4 separate regions of the Zea mays genome follow, and all the other regions are linked to region 1. The links are chromatin contacts, called in public Hi-C maps. All regions are on one chromosome and are shown on one strand. Each heading gives the region's core, a stretch centred on a gene start, on an enhancer-like site or on the middle of the called end of the contact. The rest is flanking DNA. Distances are from core to core; before and after follow the strand shown. Region 1 holds the start of LOC100282762. Region 2 holds the start of LOC100382314 (3-ketoacyl-CoA synthase). Region 3 holds the start of LOC100272654. Region 4 holds the start of LOC103629978 (probable flavin-containing monooxygenase 1).

Region 1 (3,347 bases), core at 620-3,119:
ACTATACACAATAAAAATCAAGACAACATAATATTAAAGAGATAGATAACCTTCATCATGAATGAGTTACCTCTTCAGTTACGAAGGTAGGTGTTAATTGAATAAATGAACATGCAATGAATATAAAAGAATTTGAATATATAATTCAATCAATATATCTTCATGATATATTCCTCCTTTCGTAAATTAACTTTACAATTGTACCTTCGGCGCATGTAGAAAGAATTACAATGAAGATGACGTAGAGACAGAATTAAACAGCTATTGTACAGCCCACCAAAAAAGATACTTTATGCAGGGCACTGTTCACCTATGTATAGGGAGTCGTACAACTTTGTATGATATTACATTCATACCCTCATAGATTACACATAAAGTTTACAAATATCACAGAGACAACATTGTCTTTTGCCTCAGCGACTTGGATAATACCTTCTCCTTGTATCATTTTCTAGTGTTGTTATAACGAAGCTACCTTTGTTTCCATTCCACCGTTCTGCGTCGAAGCTATTCTGGTTCCGCAGCTCCTGTAATACTTAGCAATATGCTGATAACAAATGGTTAGCCATGTTTTTGAAGAACTTCGGAAGATGAAGGCCCCCAACATAAGTATTTTAATGCTATCTCCAATAGATCTCTTGTCTTATCTCCTAATAATCTCTTATTTAAGCTTCACTTTATAAACAGTGCCATCTATAGTTTTTGTCGCTTGTTTACAGCTTAACATCCACGCTAGTACACAACCGGCGTCGCTCCACTCGATGCCCGCCACGTGCCTCTCTTGCGCTTAGCCTACACATCGCGACAATGGAGCTTAGGGGGTGTAAACGGTATGAATATTACCCGAGCATCCATCCGTCCGAAGAAGCTAATTATCCGTCTGGATAGTTTTTCTCGGATATCCGCATATTTTTCGGATTTCAGATTCAAATTCGGATAATACAATTCAGATATTGGATACAGATATGAGATGACTGATATCCGTCAGATTTCGGATATCCGGATATCTTCTCGGATACCTATCTGGATTTCAGATTTCGGATATCCGGACATCTTCCCAGATATCTTACTAGATTTCAGATTTTGGATATTCGGATAATTACATGTGGAATCGCCCTAAATATTCAAGTTTCAACATAATCAATACTTCATTTTATCATTTTCATATGGGGACTTGATGTTATGTTCTTATATAATGTCTATTGGTCCTGGTAACCTATTTTTAATTTTCGGTCGACAGTGGAATATTTTATGAATTTAATTGAATTTTGATAATTTTTTTGTAGAAATAATAATAATAATAATAATAATAATAATACACAAATAGTCTCAGAAATTCATGAAATTTGACGGAGGGGCAATATATGCCCATATAGCATCCTCAAAAATGTTTTGGCCATAAAATCCAAAGATTGTCATCGTTTCTTTCAATTCACTTTCACTTGTTGCGTGAGTTACATGTGAAATCACCTTAAGTATTCGAATTTTAACATAATCAATACTTCACTTTATCATTTTCACATGTGGAGGTGCAGTTATTTTCTTATATGATGTTTATTAGTTTTGGTAATTTATTTACCATTTTCGGTCGACATTAGAATATTTTATGGATTTAATTGCATTTTGATGATTTTCTACTGAAAGAAAATAATAATATACAAATAGCCTAAAAAATTAATGAAATGGTGTCTTACACGATATCCGACAAAAATATTCGTTACCGACGCTATCCGTGTCTGACTAGCTCCGTATTCGACTCACAACTATCCGTTTATATTAAGAACATTCATATTTGTATTCGTATTCGAAACTATCCGTATTCGAATTAAATCCGAATAAAAATACGAAAACAAATATAATTTCATCGAAGTCTACCTAGTGGAGCTCCAGCGCCTCGTCACCACTGTCCACTCCCGCCTGCCTCCCACCGATCCGAACCTGCCCCTTTCACTAATGCTGAGGGTCTATCTGTCGCGACCCCACGGGACAGCGAGAGTATCTAGGTCGGCCCCGAGCGCCACGCGCTGGTTTTCTAGCCTGCAGCTTTCGGATTGTTTCGCCTTTAACTTCGCTTCCCCGTGCGCTCTCGTCGTCTTCGCGAGGTCGAAATCCCCAAGGCGAGGCGTTGAAACCCTTAACCCTCTTCCACCTCGAAGCGGCGCGAGGAGGGAGAGTGTGAGTGGACTCAGGAGGCGGCGGGCGAAATGAAGCTTAACGTCAAGACCCTCAAGGGCACCAACTTCGAGATCGAGGCGAGCCCCGATGCGTCGGTACGGCCCCCTTTCCATCCTTCTGATTTCAATCCGAGCGATTCCGTGCAATTCTCGGCCGTTTCACTCGATTCCGGTGCGACTCCGTACGATATCGCGGTGGTCTGGTTCAGTGATTGCGCGTCCGGCCGGTGGTAGCGCAGAGGGCTTTGATCTGAATCTAGGGTTTTTGTTTTGGGGTCGTCCAGTCGGCGGGCGATGGGCCCCGCTGCTTCTGGTTCTCTGAATTATGAGCTTCAGTTTCTCACATGGGACATGGTCTAGGGTTTGTCGTTGGTTGGAGTTTGGGTGCTGTGGTTGTGGTAGGGTGCGTTCGTTGTAATCATCACAGTAATGCTGCTCGGTTGCTGTACAGACGGATGTTTCACCATTTCGTGGTGTTCGATTTATGTTGTTCGGCAACGTCTCTAGTCGTGCAGCCTACTCACTGCTTGTATTTTCAGGTTGCTGAGGTGAAGAGGATCATCGAAACTACTCAGGGTCAGAGTACCTACCCAGCAGACCAGCAAATGCTCATATACCAAGGGAAAATTCTGAAGGATGAGACCACTTTGGAAAGCAACGGAGTTGCTGAGAACAGCTTCCTTGTTATAATGCTGTCCAAGGTATTTGATGTTCTCTGGCTTATCCCATCAGCAATGTATTCAATATTCTGGTTCTTAACTGTAAAGTGTGATCGGTTTGTTTGTAAATCATGCCATATTTGAGTGTTTTAGGTTGGTTGTGTTAATTTCATTTTCACACCTATTTTTACTCCCACTGTTATTGCTACATGGATGGATTATTAGTAAAATATTAGTTGTTATGATTATTCACTGCCTTATGGTGTTCATACGTTACCTATAATAGCTTGTTGTCTTGTTTACTTCTGCTAGTGTTCTAGATGGTGCAGTCATTTGCCTGAGATGTGGCATTGTGACTGGTTTCTTTGACGATTTGCATGTAAATTGTAAAATTATGTCTTCTTTGAATGTCCCGCAAAGTGTTGTTTGATCGCCTCAATTCTGTATCCCCGATTGATTTGTCTTCCAGAATGGAGGCCTTAGATTAAACATATGCAGATTTGGATTTGGATTA
Region 2 (3,347 bases), core at 257-2,756, 230 kb before region 1:
CTAGTGCTTGAGCACCTCGGGGATGTCCACGGGGTAGCGGCTGACGCTCTCCGCCCAGGGCCCCTCGGCGGTGCGCGCCGGCGCGATGCACTCCCAGGCCGCGCTGTTGCACTTGAACCCGGAGCCGAATCCGATCATCCACACGCGGTCGCCGCGGCGCATCCGGCCCTTGGCCTCGATGTACGCCAGCTCGTACCACACCGAGCTGCTCGACGTGTTGCCGAACCGGTGCAGCGCCATGCGCGACGCCTCCACGTCCTCGTCCGACAGGCCCAGGCTGCGCTGCAGCTCGTCGATCACCGCGCGGCCCCCCGCGTGGATGCAGAAGTGCTCGAACGCCGTGCGGAAGTCCGGGAGGTACGGCTTCACGCGCCGGTTCAGCACGCGCCGCGCGATGAAGGACAGCGCGAACAGGAGCTGCTCCGAGGCCGGCAGCACCAGCGGCCCGATGGCGGTGATGTTGGCCTTGAGCGCGTCGCCCGCGATGGTCATCAGGTCCTTGGACAGGTTGATCCCGCGGTGGCCCTCGCCGTCCTCCTCCTGGAACACGCACCGGTACGCGCTGTCCTGGGCGCCCGTCAGCGTGCGCACCACGCGGGCCAGGCGGAACCGGGCCCTGGACCGGGACGTGGACAGCAGCACGGCGGCGCCGCCGATGCGGAAGAGGCAGTTGGGCAGGAGCATGGCGCGCTCCTTGCCCACGTAGTAGTTTGGGGTGATGGTCTCCGTCGACACCACCAGCGCGTGCGCGCCCCGGCCCGCCACCTGCAGCAGGTTGCGCGCCAGCCCCACGGAGATGAGCCCGGCGCTGCACCCCATCCCGGACAGGTGCACATTGCGGACGTCCGGCCGCATCCCGTACCTGTTGATCACCATGTCCGTGAAGGACGGGACGGGCGCGAAGAGGCTGCAGTTCACCACCAGGATGTCGATGGCGCTGGGGCTGATGCCCGTCTTCGCGAGCAGGTCGTCGATGGCCGAGAAGATGACGAGCTCCACCTCCGCGCGCGAGGCCTCCATGTTCCGGTACGGCGGGATGTAGTGGTGGGCCGGGGGCAGGCAGGTCTCCTCGCCGAGGCCGGACCGCTCCAGCAGCCGCGTCATGAACCGGACGCTGCGCTCGTCGATGGAGGCCCCCTCCACGAACGTCACCAGCTTCGCGTGCTCCAGGAAGGTGGCGAAGGGGACGCGGCAGTTGGGCCGCGTGCGGAAGCAGGCGTAGTCCACCAGGTACACGGCCCGGGGCCGCAGCAGGACGTACAGTATCGCCGTGGCGGCCGCGACAAACACGGCGAGAAATACGTGCACCGCCCGGAGCGCCTGCAGCCTGCCGAGCAGCTCGTCCGGCCCGACGCGCGCCGCATTGACGACGGCCGCCACGGCCAGCGGCGCAGCGAGCACGGCGACGAAGTTGTTCACCACGAGCTGGTACAGCTGCTTCGGCTGAAGCGCCGCCGACGAACCCATGCTGTCTGCTGCGCGAGCGAGACGAGTGGCACTGTGGAGTGTGTGCGTGAGAGTGAGAGTGATCTTGGGAGCGGGAGGGTAGGATTTTAAAGCCGGTGGGATCAGCGAGGGAATTATCGACGCATGTTGGTGGGCCACGGAGGTCTTTATTCGCCCAGGCTAGCGAGCTGCTGCATTGGCATCGTTCACCGATAAATCTGATGAAATGATGCCGCTAATTAAAGTCCTTGCTTGTACGCACTGATGAACTCTCATCTCATCACCCCGAGGGCAGCAAAGCCATAAACGAAAATTTGAAATTATCCTACACAATTGGAACGTACATGTGTACTAGCAAATCTTAACCTTTTTTTGTGTTTTGTGGCAATTTATTTTTGTACTACAGTATAGTACTGTTGGCACCGATTTAAACGCCAATCACTAGAGATGAACGAACACTAATTTGGACGCCAATCATTAGAGATGAACCGTCTTACGGCGCTCTCTACGGGAGCGCGGACGGTCCACGACCTCGCTACAGGAGTGGCTTCTCCATGTGCGTTTGCTGGTGGTCCGTGCTATGGACCGAACTGTTCACACGTGCGTAGAGGGTCTTCTTCTCCGCGAATAACCTAAATCGTGCCTCCCCGGAGTGACCCCTGTCGAGGAGGAGAGTTCCAGGGATTGTCTTGGGGTCGGCAGACCACCCAATACGCCTCTGGTCAACGTAGAGCCGAACAGTGGTGAAGACTGAAGAAATAGGTCGAGAAAGGCTAAAATAGGGCTAGACAAAGGCTAGATTACTCCTACTCCTAAGTAATAGAAAGAACAATGCAAATAAGGTAAATATGATAAATTGGTTTGATTAGATTGATTGCAGGTTCAATTGACCGTAATCCTTTATCTATATAAGGAGAAGAGAATATGCACACCAAATCACGAATTGAGAGGACAGATATACAAATGTAAACCACGTCGATTCTAGAGGACGCACTTGTGCGTAGAGGTGAAAACGACCAGTAAACACTAAAATTATTTTTGTTTTCATATTTTTTTCTCGGAAACGAGATCGAAAGCGGTAACTTCAGAAACGAAAACTATATCGGTAATTCAGAAATATTGGAAACGAAAGTTCAGTATGAAAATTGTATCAGTTACGATGGAAATCTAAAATACGATCGGTAAAAGTTGTAACATGTGCCCTCAACTGACTTAAAAAATTCACGCAAGTCATACATTTATAAAAAAATAGTAATAATATTATGGTAGGAGGTCACAATAAATATATAAGGTAAGAAGTCATACAATAATAAAATCATAATTATGTATTTAAATAAAGTAGAATCTATAATGATACGACACTTACATTCTAATTGCACTCCTACTATTTGGCATAGTAATATAATTAGTATCCTCTTAGGGTGTGTTTGGTTTGACTTTTGGCTTTGGCTTTTGCCCTCCTAAAAACCAAAAGCCAACCAAAGGGCTGGATCCAGGAATCAGCTTTTTCTAAAAGCCGACTTTCTCGTAGTGTAAATCTGAAAGCACCTTTGGACCTGCTTTTAGTGGCTTTTCGGATGTAACTGTGAAAACATATATTGAAGAATTTTTAACGACTTTTAGTGGTTTCCATCAAACGGTTTTTAGCTTTTTAACAGCTTACAGCCTACAGCAGCTTTTTTCACAGCTCACAGCCCACAGCAACTTTTTTCACAGGCACAGCCCAACCAAACAGACCCTTAGTACCTCTTAAGTTCTCGTACAAATTATGAGTATATGTATTAAGAGTAGTAACAAGTAAGAAAACATAAATAAGATTTATAAAAGTTTCAAACAATTCGAAAGTATACACCATTGGATAGATCTTGATTTTAGGAAAATAATAAAATTAGTTTCATATT
Region 3 (3,347 bases), core at 220-2,719, 150 kb before region 1:
TTGCGCACCTCGTACCGTATCTTCTTGGAGAAGAGCCGCGTCCTCCGCTTCTCCCGGTACCGCGACACCCGGGCCTCCCGGCCGCCGTCCATCCCCAGCCTAGGCGTGCCCGGCAGGTCCTCGCCGCCGTGGCCGACCACTCCTCCCACAACCCACATGTTCTGTATGCACAACCAAAATCGAATTCGACGTTAACAATCACTTCAACTGAACCTGCGCATGCACGCAATGTCAGTATGTCACACGCCGTGGTCGATGGTTGTGTGTGTTTGCGAACGTGTGCTGTGCGGCGCGCGAACGTACCGTGTAGTCGTGGGGCCACCTGGTGTCGAGCTTGACGTGTGGTCGCTCACCGCCACCGGTCCACGGCGAGCTCCCCCAGCTCTGGATGATGGCCTCGTAGTTGAGGGTGAGCGAGAGGCTCGTCTGCAAGAACTGGGCGTCGGCTCCCGTGTCGCTGCTGGCGGCTCTCTCGTCCGTCGCCGTGTCCTGAGGCGATGCGTAGTCGAAGTCGATGTCCAGCATCTCGTCAGATGCCTCTAAGTCCAGCTCCAGGCCACAGGCCAGCGTGCCACTGGCTTCGCAGCACGCACTGCTGCCGTCGGTCTCCACCTTGACTTGCGTGGCATCGTCGCCCACTTCCATTGGGTCGAGGAGGCCCAGCGTCTCCATGTAAAACGACGAGTCCTCCTCGTTTCCGTCGTCCAGGCCGTGCCCGAGGAGGGCTTCCATGTCCGCGGCGAACTCCCTGAGCTCGGCGTCGGTCGGGCCGAAGTTGAAATGGCCGCTGACGGGGCAGAACTGGGCCAGCGGCGCCGCAGGATCCGGCTTCGCGGGGTCCTCGATGGCGCCGTCTTCGTTGCACACCGACGCGTCGAGAGCGAGACCGGCCGCGTCCTCGAGAGGCGGGGGCGAGCAGAACTCGGCTAGGGCGGGGTCAAGGATGGGCACGCGGTAGAGCAGCTGCTCCTCCTCGCCGCCGTTTCGCTCATCGGGTGAGTCTGAGTCCCCGCCAGCCGCATGCGGTACGACGAGGCGCCGCGACAACGCCACCTGGCCGACGCTTTTGGCGTGCCCGCCGCGCGGGGTTCGCGCCTTGCGCCCGAACCACGCGGGCACCGCCACCTCGTCGTGACGCTCGCGCTTATTAGTCGCCGTCGCTGCCGCCGCCGCCGAGCGATCTGGCGGCGTCTGCAGCGGAGACGCCGGGCACAGGCGCAGCCGCTCGTGCCGCCGCGCGAGCGGGTTCGCCGAGTGCACCGACGTGTCGCACCCTTGGCACAGGAACGCGTCGTCCGCCGCGCAGTACCACCTCGCCCGCCGCCGCAGGCACCCGTCACAGGCGCGCGCCGCCTTGCCGCCCACCGCCGCCGCCGCCTTCGCCGAGCTGCCGCGGGTCGTGGCAATCATTTCTCTTCCGAGCGGTGTGCAACGATCTTGCTACTCAGTGATGGCCGCTTGTACGCTCAATGTATTCACATGTGCCGACGTACAGTCTAGAGTTTGTATGTAGTGTACTGTAGATTTTAGAAGAAAAATGTGTGCCGAAAATATCGCGGGATTCGGTTTTGTACAACCGATTTTCGGACCCACCGTGTGCACTTTGCACTTTTCGTGTCACGGTGAGCCCCACCTGCATGTCTTATCTGCGACGTGATTGGTCGAAGGAACGCAGCATCCGGCGCGGGCGCTTGTGATTGGCGCCGACTGGATTTCCAGTGGGGTCACCACGTTTAGCTACGCAACGCCTACAGCCCTTTCCCCATCCGGCCCATCGCTCTCACGGTTGCTGTGGGTTCCGGCTGGCTGTGTAGTGTGGACCGGGCGGGCAAGGATAGTAGTCTTTCTTGGACTCATTTTCCCACAGCTAGTTATCACAAGTACGTCTTTAATTACCTACATTATGAAGTACTCCCTTCGTCTCAAAATAGTAAACCATCTATCCCAAAATAAAATTCGTTTAATTGAATATAGACGACATAAATTTTAGGAGTACAAATGATACTATTTTGAAACGGAGAGAGTATTCATTTTAGCTTTTATTTTTGATGTTTATATAGATATGGATGATCAATGTAGACACATGTGTATAAAACGTATACATCAAGTGTTGTATGGATCTATAAATTATCTAAAATGATTTTTAATTTTTAATTTGTATAGCTAGTTGGAGCAAGTATATATAATAATTGATACATACTCAAACAAATCAATATTTTTATCGATACAAAATAGATAGATGGGAAGGGAAAAGAGAGCTTAGCTCCGATGCAAGCGCGAGAAGGAATAGGAAAAAGAATGTGAGATTTCGTGTCACTTAACAATAAAAGAAGTTTTTATGGATGATACAATAGATGACAACTATTGTATAACTTGACTCTTATAACATGACTTAAGAATTAATCTATATTATAACATATCACCAAAATTTCCACATTCCCATCCGTTGAGCTTTTCTGGTAAATTCATTTTCCGAATGGTTCCTGATTGGTTTGGTGTAAGGTTGACACACACACACAAAAGTCCAAACGAGCTAAACACTAGTACAAAAAGGCTCAAAGCCTGCGGCACCCATATATTTTTACAGACGGATCCGGTTATCCACCGACTATGTTATTTCTAGTGGCGGTTCCTTAAGAAAACCGCCACTAGAAATCGTATTTCTACTGGCGGTTCCTTAAGAAAACCGCCAGTAGAAATCCATGATTTGTAGTGGCGGTTTTCTTAAGGAACCGCCAGTAGAAATACGATTTCTAGTGGCGGTTTTCTTAAGGAACCGCCACTAGAAATCATTTTTATCCTTAATTTTTCGAGTTTTTCAAACGACCTCGTATGATAAAACCACTAAAATAAAAGTTGTAGATCTCTAAAAGTTATGAAACTTTGTAGTTGACAACTTTTTTATTTGAACTCATTTCGGTTCTCAAAAATTGAATCTAAGTATGTCAAATTTAAAATTCAAATTTTGCAAACTACCTCGGATGAAAAAAGTGTCAAAATAAAAGTTGTAGAACTTCAAAAGTTATTTATCTTTGTAGTTGACAACTTTTTTTATTTGAATTCGTTTAGGGTCTCAAATAAGCAATTTACACTCAAATGGTTGTAATATGTGGAGAAAACAACTATAAACTAGACACAAGTCATGTCATAGACGGAGTGGTAGTGGAGGGTACGCGCGAGGGTGAGGTCTACGGTTCGATTCCTAACAACCGCGTAGCGCGCGAATTTTGCGCGAAAAATGCCGCGACTTGCACTGGCGGTTTATGGAATCGATTTTCACTGGCGGTTTTATTACGTCGAAATCGATTTTCACTGGCGGTCTTCAGTTACCCGCCTGTAAAAATGGT
Region 4 (3,347 bases), core at 252-2,751, 140 kb after region 1:
GAGATGGAGGCGAGGATTATGGCGGAGCGGGAGGCTCGCCTGGCAGATCATCAGAGGATGGCGGAGATGTTCCAGTACATGCAGAGCCTTGGCGCCACACAGGGCATCGCTCCGCCACCTCCATTGTTCCCTCCAATTGACCCTGCTCTCTTCCATACTCCTGTGAGTATCAAAATTGTAGTTAGATGTTGGTAATGCACCTGATATAACACATGCAATCTCTTCTCTGTGCAGGGCCAATCTGGGGCGGCATCCAACAACCCTCCGGAAGGGTTCAGCCCAACGCAGCACCAGTCGAACCGCCCACCTCCATGAGTGTTATATTTTCAGTGTTTAGACTTCAGAACTTGTGTAGAATACTTATGTTTGTGTTGGATACTTATGTCAGAGCTTAAGACGTATGAGACTTATGTTTGTGTTGGATATAGTTGTGTTGAACACTTATGTTTGTGATGGATATTTATATTTGTGTTGGCTATTTATGTTTGTGATGATATCTGTGCTGTATATATGTGATATATATGTGATATCTTTTGTTTGTGTGGATGGAATATGAAAAACAAATAAAAAAAAGGTGCCCATTGGTCACTTTGCCGAGTGTAACACTAGGCAAAGAGGTTCTTTGCCGAGTGTCAAGACCATAGCACTCGGCAAAGAACTAAGACCTGGGCACCGGTATAGGTTCTTTGTCGAGTGTAGGGCCTGTTTGGTTTGATGCCTAACTTGACACACTTTGCCTAACTTTTCTGCCTAAGGTTAGTTCTTCAATTCGAACGACTAACCTTAGGCAAAGTGTGGCATATTTAGCCACGAACCAAACAGCCCCGTAATGTCTCTGACACTCGGCAAAGAGACACGCTTTGCCGAGTGCCGTACATAGCACTCGGCAAAGAACCTGACATGGGGACCCTCCCTAGCGGGTTCTTTGCCGAGTGTCCCAAGTGGCACTCGGTAAATATTGATTCTTTGCTGAGTGCTACCGAGCAGACACTCGGCAAAGGTAACTCCTTTGCCGAGTGTCACCCGGGACACTCGGCAAAGACGCCGTCTGCGTCACCCGTCGCCGTAACGGCTACTTTTCTTTGTCGAGTGCTACCTGGCACTCGGCAAACCTCTTTGCCGAGTGCCCGAGAAAAAGTACTCGACAAAGAAGACTTTGCCGATGCACTGTATACCGAGCCTTCTTTACCAAGTGCGACACTCGGCAAAGCCTTTGCCGAGTGTTTTTAAGGTGGCAAAGGCGACGATTCCAGTAGTGTAATAAGTTTCTGCGTGCTCGTGTGCGCTCATGCTACCTTTTGTAAATCCTTAATTTGTGTACCATGTTGTAGATCTTCTTTATTAATAGGAACGGAGCACAATCTGGTGTCGTTCGCTCAAAAAATAATAATTGCCACTGAAAATCACTTATTTGTAGTCGGTTAGAAAGTTTGAGTCTAAGCTGTACATTAATTTATATGAATGTTTTGTCAACCGCATCTAAAATTATCATAGCCGCCTCTACAAAAAAATCAGTTTCTGTCGCTTTCACCCACAATTTACGGGACGAGAGGAAAATGTAGGGAAATTAAAGTTGCACAGGCGTTGTGTCCTAACTTCGTCAACGCAGCTCATACAAATTCACGCGCACGAAGGGGCTTCACAAATGTGAAAGAGGGGCAGCTCATACAGGAAGCAAATGGACACAATGAAGAAACGCGTGGCGATCGTCGGAGCCGGCCCGAGCGGCCTGGCGGCATGCAAGCACGCGCTCGCCAAGGGCTTCCGCCCCGTGGTCTTCGAGTCCGGCAAGGCCGTCGGCGGCGTGTGGAATCGGACGCTGGCCTCCACGAGGCTGCAGACGCCGGCGTCGGCCTACCGGTTCTCCGACTTCCCGTGGCCGGCGTCCGCGGCCTCGGCCGAGGGGCTCTTCCCGCGCCACGACGAGGTGGTGGAGTACCTGTCCGCGTACGCGCGGCGCTTCGGCGTCCTGGAGCGCGTCCGGTTCGGCTGCAAGGTGCTCGGCGCCAGCTACGTCGGGGCGACGGAGCAGGAGGTGGCGGCGTGGGAGCGCTGGTCCGGGAATGGCGAGGCGTTCGGCGACGGCACGGGCGAGTGGCACCTCACCGTGCGGCACGGCGACGGCGAACCGGAGGGCGGCGGCACTCAGGTATGACGACGTACGTATGGGTGGCGGGAATGTGGTGGTAGGCGCTGCACGGTCGGGGATAGTATTACTGTATGTTTGGTTTGGAGGTGTGATTAGGATCCAAATGGCGATTGAGATCGAGTGTTTGCGTCCATGCGCACATGGGATTGGTCATTAATCCAATAATCGGCCATGTGTGTTTAGTTGTTTATTCGACGTTTTCTGAGGCACAGGTACATTGGTGTTATCTTATAGATAGGTATTCTCATCTGGTGCCACGTAATTACGAGGTTACTGATCATCAACCTAATTTGAAGTTGTCTTAGACCCTGTTTAGACCATGTTCTAAACTTTAGAATTAAAATCCGCACTGGAACATACTTCCTCCGCCCCCAAATTAAAATTTGTTTTACATTTTTATGGATTCATACTATAATTAATATATATATATATATATATATATATATATATATATATATATATATATATATATATATATATATATATATATATATATATATATATATATATATATATATATATCGAGATTCATCATCATCCATTTAATCAAGAGCTAAAACGAATACTCCCTCTATCCATAAATGTTAGCCATTCTCACTTTTTGAGGAGTCAAATATTTTTAATTTTGACCATATTTATATAAAAAATTATTAATATTTATAGTACATAATTAGTATCATTAGATATATCTTTGAATCTATTTTTATAGTAAAATTATTCGAAGATATAAATGTTGCTAATATATTCTATAAATCTAGTCAAACTCAGTTTGACTGACACGAATACCACAGCGACAAACATTTATGGATAGAGTATTATTTTAAAACGGAGTGTGTATTAACTAAGATAATAGAGTTGTATGTGAAATATATTTATATAATATTATTGTATATAAGAGATACTTATATGATGCACTTCTATCATAGAAAAGTGGTCCAAAGGGCGTGCTACCAGTTTCAAAGTAGAAATATAACATGATATTCTATATAATTTATTTTCATTTTTCACCCTATAAATCTAAGGTAGATGACATTAGAAAGCAGTAAAATGTCAAATTCCAGGCTCTAGATTTTTATGATGTAGTAATCTAGATTTTCTAGAACATATATCATGAATTGCCCTAAACGGCTTCTTAGGATTGGACACTTTATTAGCTCTAAAATGATGTAGTCTCTCTGCCCTCACATACAAAACACCC

What was found. Hi-C and Micro-C count contacts between places; a contact is called where the count stands out from the background.
Region 2: a Hi-C map of tassel shows a contact between it and region 1, with 3 times the contacts expected there. The contact joins the promoter of LOC100382314 here to the promoter of LOC100282762 in region 1. A contact is called at or near these places in 6 of 25 Hi-C or Micro-C datasets (bundle sheath, ear, endosperm and 2 more).
Region 3: a contact with region 1 is called in a Hi-C map of leaf, with 7 times the contacts expected there. The contact joins the promoter of LOC100272654 here to the promoter of LOC100282762 in region 1. A contact is called at or near these places in 5 of 25 Hi-C or Micro-C datasets (bundle sheath, ear, leaf and 1 more).
Region 4: a contact with region 1 is called in a Hi-C map of leaf, with 5 times the contacts expected there. The contact joins the promoter of LOC103629978 here to the promoter of LOC100282762 in region 1. A contact is called at or near these places in 4 of 25 Hi-C or Micro-C datasets (all in leaf).

The regions. Positions count from the first base shown.
Region 1 is chr6:128,134,670-128,138,016 of Zm-B73-REFERENCE-NAM-5.0, reverse strand. LOC100282762 reads left to right here and starts at 1,869. Exons shown (of 12, transcript NM_001155668.2): 1 at 1,869-2,270; 2 at 2,714-2,875. The coding sequence starts at 2,205.
Region 2 is chr6:128,367,646-128,370,992 of Zm-B73-REFERENCE-NAM-5.0, reverse strand. LOC100382314 (3-ketoacyl-CoA synthase) reads right to left here and starts at 1,506. Exons shown (of 1, transcript NM_001175063.2): 1 at 1-1,506. The coding sequence starts at 1,467. The coding sequence ends at 1.
Region 3 is chr6:128,284,451-128,287,797 of Zm-B73-REFERENCE-NAM-5.0, reverse strand. LOC100272654 reads right to left here and starts at 1,469. Exons shown (of 2, transcript NM_001147112.1): 1 at 304-1,469; 2 at 1-161. The coding sequence starts at 1,410.
Region 4 is chr6:127,994,963-127,998,309 of Zm-B73-REFERENCE-NAM-5.0, reverse strand. It overlaps LOC103629978 (probable flavin-containing monooxygenase 1), which reads left to right and starts at 1,501. Exons shown (of 4, transcript XM_020539476.2): 1 at 1,501-2,149. The coding sequence starts at 1,679.